Linked DNA regions of Sus scrofa: region 2 is linked to region 1. Evidence: chromatin contacts called from public Hi-C data. All regions are on one chromosome and are shown on one strand. Each heading gives the region's core, a stretch centred on a gene start, on an enhancer-like site or on the middle of the called end of the contact. The rest is flanking DNA. Distances are from core to core; before and after follow the strand shown.

Region 1 (2,700 bases), core at 36-2,535:
GAATCTTTTTTTTTTTTTGTCTTTTGTCTTTTTGTCTGTTGTTGTTGTTGCTATTTCTTGGGCCGCTCCCGCGGCATATGGAGGTTCCCAGGCTAGGGGTTGAATCGGAGCTGTAGCCACCGGCCTACGCCAGAGCCACAGCAACGCGGGATCCGAGCCGTGTCTGCAACCTACACCACAGCTCACGGCAACGCCAGATCATTAACCCACTGAGCAAGGGCAGGGACCGAACCCGCAACCTCATGGTTCCTAGTCGGATTCGTTAACCACTGCGCCACGACGGGAACTCCTGGACATGAATCTTTAACCCACTCCTCAACTGATAGCAAAGGGATGTGAGGAATGGTGACTTAATCTTGCAGGAAGAAAAGGGCAAAAAAACCATGGCGAGGACTGATGACATAGGTAACTGGGTAAGGCCAATAGGACAAAACCACATCCTTCTGGACCCCACGTAGGTAACCTCCACCTTTGTGCTTATTTGCTGTCCTTAACTTCCCTTTTTCTCTCCAAGGTCATCTATCAAACTAAAGTTCTTTAAAACACGCATTTCCTACAACGGGCCAAAATACAAACGCTTACCCCAGAGATCAGGAGACTGAAGATTGTGGATGTCTATACATGGTTGCCTTAGAGGCCCAGCAGGAGTCGTCTTCTCCGAGATCCATCCTGCAGTCTCTGATCATGCAAACCTGCGAACAAAGCAAGGTCATCAATCGCCATCTTTCCAGAGTTAGGAAAAAAAGAACGTGGCAGGGCCTTTTGTGGCTAGTGTATCAGAATTAACTGGCAAGTACTCAAAAACATCAGCATTGTCGATCTGATGGGGAAAAAAGTAAAGTCATCATTTACACCAGCCACGGGCTCCACCCACAGGCCCGAGCACATGGAGCGAGTTTCTCCAGCTTTAATTTATCTCCCTTAGTGGGCCTATGACCTATATCAAAACAAGGGGGACCCAAGAAGAGGACGGCAAAAGCAACCACACAAAGACAAAGATACCTTTATCTCACTCACCACATGGAGTAGCACACCCACGTTCCCAGGGTAGAACGCCATCAGAAGAGGAACAGAGAGACAAAGGTTCCGACGAGCGCCGCAGAAGCGAAAGAACGCGAAACACTCGAGCCTCGCTTAAATAGCCTGAGGAGACTCTCACGCCTGCGCACTGGAGTCAAAGTGCTTCCTCCCCCTCCTTTCCGCGACGCGCAGCACCCTCTGGGAAATGTAGTCTCCGCGCGGCCCTGCCGGAGGCAAGTCTACTGGAGGTCGAGACCGCTCTAGCCCCGCCCCTTCTCTGCATACACGAGGCCACTCGGGCTGGTCGGCCTCGCCGCCATGTCGCGCTTCACACGCAACAAGCCGTCCGCCGGCTCCCCCCTCCTTCTGGGACCGTTGAGGCTTGCGACGGCCTTGGTTGCTGTTAACCCGCCTCCTGCAGTCCCCTCCCCTCAGCGGCTCCCGGCGGAGCCCACGGGCCCCGCCGCCTGGGGGAGCTGAGGCGACGCCCGAGCGTCTGCCTGCCCCTGCCCCGCCTGAGGGCGGGGGCGCCGGCTGGGCCAGGGCCAGGGCCCCTCCTTCTCGTGTTCCTCCTCCGGGCCGGCCCCCAGCTCCGCCGAGTGTCTGGGGAGAAAGGAAACCGAAAGTGCGAGGCTCCGGGCGGGGCCGCGGACCATCCAGGGCCCGAGTCCGAGCGCCAGTCCGCGGCGGCAGTGGTGGAGTGCGGACGTATCGGAGCTGGGTGAGTGACCCCTGCCCCGAGCCCTGGCCCCACACTTGCTCCGGGTCCCCGGCGGCCGCGCCACCCTGCCACTGTCGCCACTTTTGCCCTGGCGCCCGCCTCAGCGCTCCCGCCGCCGCCTCAGCCCCCGCGTCCCCATCACCCTCTTCGGCACCCGTCACCCCCTCTCAGCCCTCATCACTTCTCAGCGTCCCCTCTATCCACTTGAGTACCTGTCCCCTGTCCTCAGCGCCCCTCAGCACCCCATCCCCTCCTCATTGCCCATCGCCTCCATCACCCGTCTCTGTCCCGCCTCGGCACCCCTGGTACCCCCGCAGCGCCCCCTTCACCTCCTCTGCCCCCAGAGCCCTCCTCCGCTCTCTTCATCTAGTTTTTCTGTTCCCCCCATCTCGGCTCTCACTTTTTGTCACAGCACCCTCTTCGTCTTCCTTCATCCTCCCGTCGCCTCATTCATCCCTCATCCCCCATCTTCTAGAAGCACCCTCCGCTCCCATCCCTATTTCCAGGTCCCCCCTCACTTCAGCAAGCAACCCCTAGTTGAGTTCAGCCCCACACTTTTCTTGAGGCCCCCAGATCTCCTCCACTCTCCCCCACCTCTCTGCCGCTCTCCTCTTCAGCCTTGCCTTGGCACCTTCTTCATGTCCCCACACAGCCCTGGCTCTCCCTTGACCCTAAAATATCATTATCAGGACCTACTGGGCTCCTGGGTGCCAGAGACTCCTCCATTTTTTCTTAGACTCTCTCAGGACCCTGGAGACTTCCCCCTGAAACCCAGCTCTAACCTCTTTCATCTCACCCTGGTGATTAACATTCCTCTCTAATTTAACTCCTCTGCCAGCCTGACCATCACTGATTTTCTTCATCCTGCTCATTTAGGCCTTGATTCCCAAAGCAACCCACTCCAGTCTGCTTTTGTGTGTGTGTGTATAACATTTCCTGTTCCTCTCTGCTCCTCCCTT
Region 2 (2,700 bases), core at 194-2,693, 46 kb before region 1:
TCACTCATTCCTCCACTAAACAAATGCTAGGTAGTTAAGGCAACTTATTTCACCTCCCCATGCCTCAGTTTCTTCCATTGTCAAATGGGTATAAGAACAGTATTCACCTGACGGAGTGGCCTTGAGGCTTCAACCCGATGTGACATATAAAGCGTAATTGCCCATGCGCATAGTAGGTGCTCAGTAAACACTAGCTATTCCTCTGCAGCAGTGAAACCACAGCTCCACTAGCAACAATGGGGATGGAAAGAAGCCTCTTGCAGAAGCTATTTCTGGTGTGATACTATTTAGCACAGTTTTAAAGACTGCAAAAAGTGCTATACAGTGTTTAAGAATTAGGACAGGTAATATACATTATATATATGATACTATATACATATGTATCATATATATTGTCTATATACCTAAGTGTATATCTGTATGTATATGTATGCACGTACCCATGTCAATCTTCAGTCTTTGCGAGTTCACCTATTTGCTAAAATTGATTTGTAACCCCCAAACCAACATTTGAGGCACTTCTGCAGTCATGTGCAGACATATGCAAAACAATAACAATTTTGAGTCATCCGACATGCATGTTCACAGCTAAGGTCAAACAAGGCCCCATCTGCCTTGCTGGAGGGAGGCGGCCGGTGGCAGCGTGGTTCAGTTCAAGGATCCTGGGCTCCGGGACCAGGAGGACTGGCTTTGAATTCTAACTCTGGCACCTGTTAGTGGGGCAGCCCCAGGCCAGTCACTTAACGTCTCCAAATCTTATTTTTCTCCTCTGGGTGATTTCTTTTTCTGGCCAAGCCTGTGGCATGCAGAAATTCCCGGCTAGGGATCAAACCCGAGCCAAGCAGTGACAACACTGGATCCTTAATCTCTAGGCCATCAGGGAACTCCTCATTTTTCTCTTTTGTAAAATAAAATAGAATCTACCAGAATGAGGTGTTTTTAGGATTTAAGATTATACTCTATGCGAGATATGTTTGCATATATGTCCCCGAGGAGCAACGGAGCAATGGCTCAGTATTTGTCAATTCGGTATTCATGAGTTTAACTACCATAAATCGTGAGAACTGACTGTACATATTTTATAGATGTTGAATATATATATATATATGTATATATATCAGCAGAAGTTATAAATACCAAATTCAGCACGGCAGTTAAATCTGAGGAGAAAGGAAAAGCATGCAGAAGCCCCAGTGGTATCCATTAAGACTCATTTCTTCGCTTTTCATGTTACATTATTGTTGTGCTGATCTCTCTACATTGGGGTATGTCTAAAATATTTCATCTTAATAAAAGAGGGTGGGGGGCTCCACATCCATGAGGTGCTCCCCGTGCCCACCATATTCAGGGGCCCAGTGAATAGGTACTTTCTGATGATGCAGCCTTTTTTTTAGGGCCGCACCCGCCACATATGGAAGTTTCCAGGTTAGGGGTCAAATCAGAGCTATAGCCACCAGCCTACACCGCAGCAACGCCAGATCCGAGCCGAGTCTGCAACCTACACCACAGCTCACGGCAACGCCGGATCCTTAACCCACTGAGCGAGGCCAGGGATCGAACCTGAGTCCTCATGGTTACTAGTCAGATTGATTTCCGCTGCGCCACGACGGGCACTCCCTGAGGATGTGGCCTTTGAGACCTCCAGCTTCTTCCTCCAAGTCCACTGTCCCAGGACAGATGCGAAGCTCTGAGAAGATAGTAAATGCGCAATAGTGCAGGGATCTCTGTACACTTACTCGGCAACGACTCAGGGCCTATACTTTGTGCGAAGCGCTGCCCCGGGTGATGGGATTACAGGGGAGCAAAGTAGGAAAGGCCCTTGCCCTGGAGGAGCTGACATTCTCGGTGGGGAAGACAAGAAACAATACAATAGATGATGTGATTTCAACTAGTGATCCATGCTCTGAGAAAATCCAAAGCAGGATAAGAGTGGCAGGGGTAGGGTGACAGGAAACTGTTTTAGAGGGGATGGGGTGGGGGGGGTGGCTCTGTGACAAAGGACATCTGAGGAGGCAAAGGGGAGGTGTGTATGTATCTGATGGGGACATGTTCCAGGCAGAGGGAACAGGCCTGGGGGCAGGGTCCAGGTTAGATGCTGGAGGGACAGTGAGGAGGCCAGTGTGGCTAGAGCATACAAAGCAGGAAGGAAAGTGGCAGGAGGTGACATCAGAGAGAAAGAAGCCAGCAGTGATGGGATTCAGAGCCTTGATGACTATTGTAAGGAAGCTGGATTTTATTCTAAGCACGAAAAAAAGCCACTACCAGGTTCTGAGCAGAGAAGTGACATCATCACATTTAAGGTTTTAACCAGATGTTTGTAGCCACTGGGTGGAGGTCAGGGTAGGAGCAGGGAAACCAGCAAGACAGCTACTGCAGCTGTCCATGCAAAGAGTATAATCTGCAATAGAAAAACCTAGGAAAAGTGAGTTTTGTGTCAAAGGAAGTGTTCGTAGAGTGGCTGGATAACCAGGCAGGGAGGCTGCAGACCAGATCCAGGCACTGGCCGGGAAGCTGGGCCAAGGGGAAGCACCAAAGTCCTGCCGTATCCTCCACCAGGCAGATGAGAGATTCTGCAGAAAATTAGGCAGATGGCACCCTAAACATATTCGTTCCAGGCCGCTGGCATCTGTGATGTCACCAAGCAGCATGCACAGCTGACACCCCCAGGAACTGTCATCACACCTCACCTAGACCTAGGGT

Evidence for each region. Hi-C and Micro-C count contacts between places; a contact is called where the count stands out from the background.
Region 2: a Hi-C map of embryonic fibroblasts shows a contact between it and region 1, with 2.5 times the contacts expected there. The contact joins the promoter of LOC100524118 here to the promoter of ZNFX1 in region 1. A contact is called at or near these places in 15 of 47 Hi-C or Micro-C datasets (brain, embryonic fibroblasts, epiblast stem cells and 8 more) and 1 of 2 datasets of contacts at active chromatin or transcription factors (skeletal muscle).

What each region holds. Positions count from the first base shown.
Region 1 is chr17:50,957,307-50,960,006 of Sscrofa11.1, reverse strand. It overlaps ZNFX1 (NFX1-type zinc finger-containing protein 1), which reads left to right and starts at 1,285. Exons shown (of 14, transcript XM_021077518.1): 1 at 1,285-1,741. It overlaps LOC100627868 (a long non-coding RNA gene), which reads right to left and starts at 1,166. Exons shown (of 5, transcript XR_300503.3): 1 at 1,018-1,166; 2 at 583-692. It overlaps LOC106506050 (a long non-coding RNA gene), which reads left to right. Exons shown (of 3, transcript XR_002339902.1): 3 at 515-606.
Region 2 is chr17:51,003,030-51,005,729 of Sscrofa11.1, reverse strand. LOC100524118 (somatomedin-B and thrombospondin type-1 domain-containing protein-like) reads right to left here and starts at 1,443. Exons shown (of 3, transcript XM_021077519.1): 1 at 1-1,443. All of the region lies in intron 2 of LOC106506050 (a long non-coding RNA gene), which reads left to right.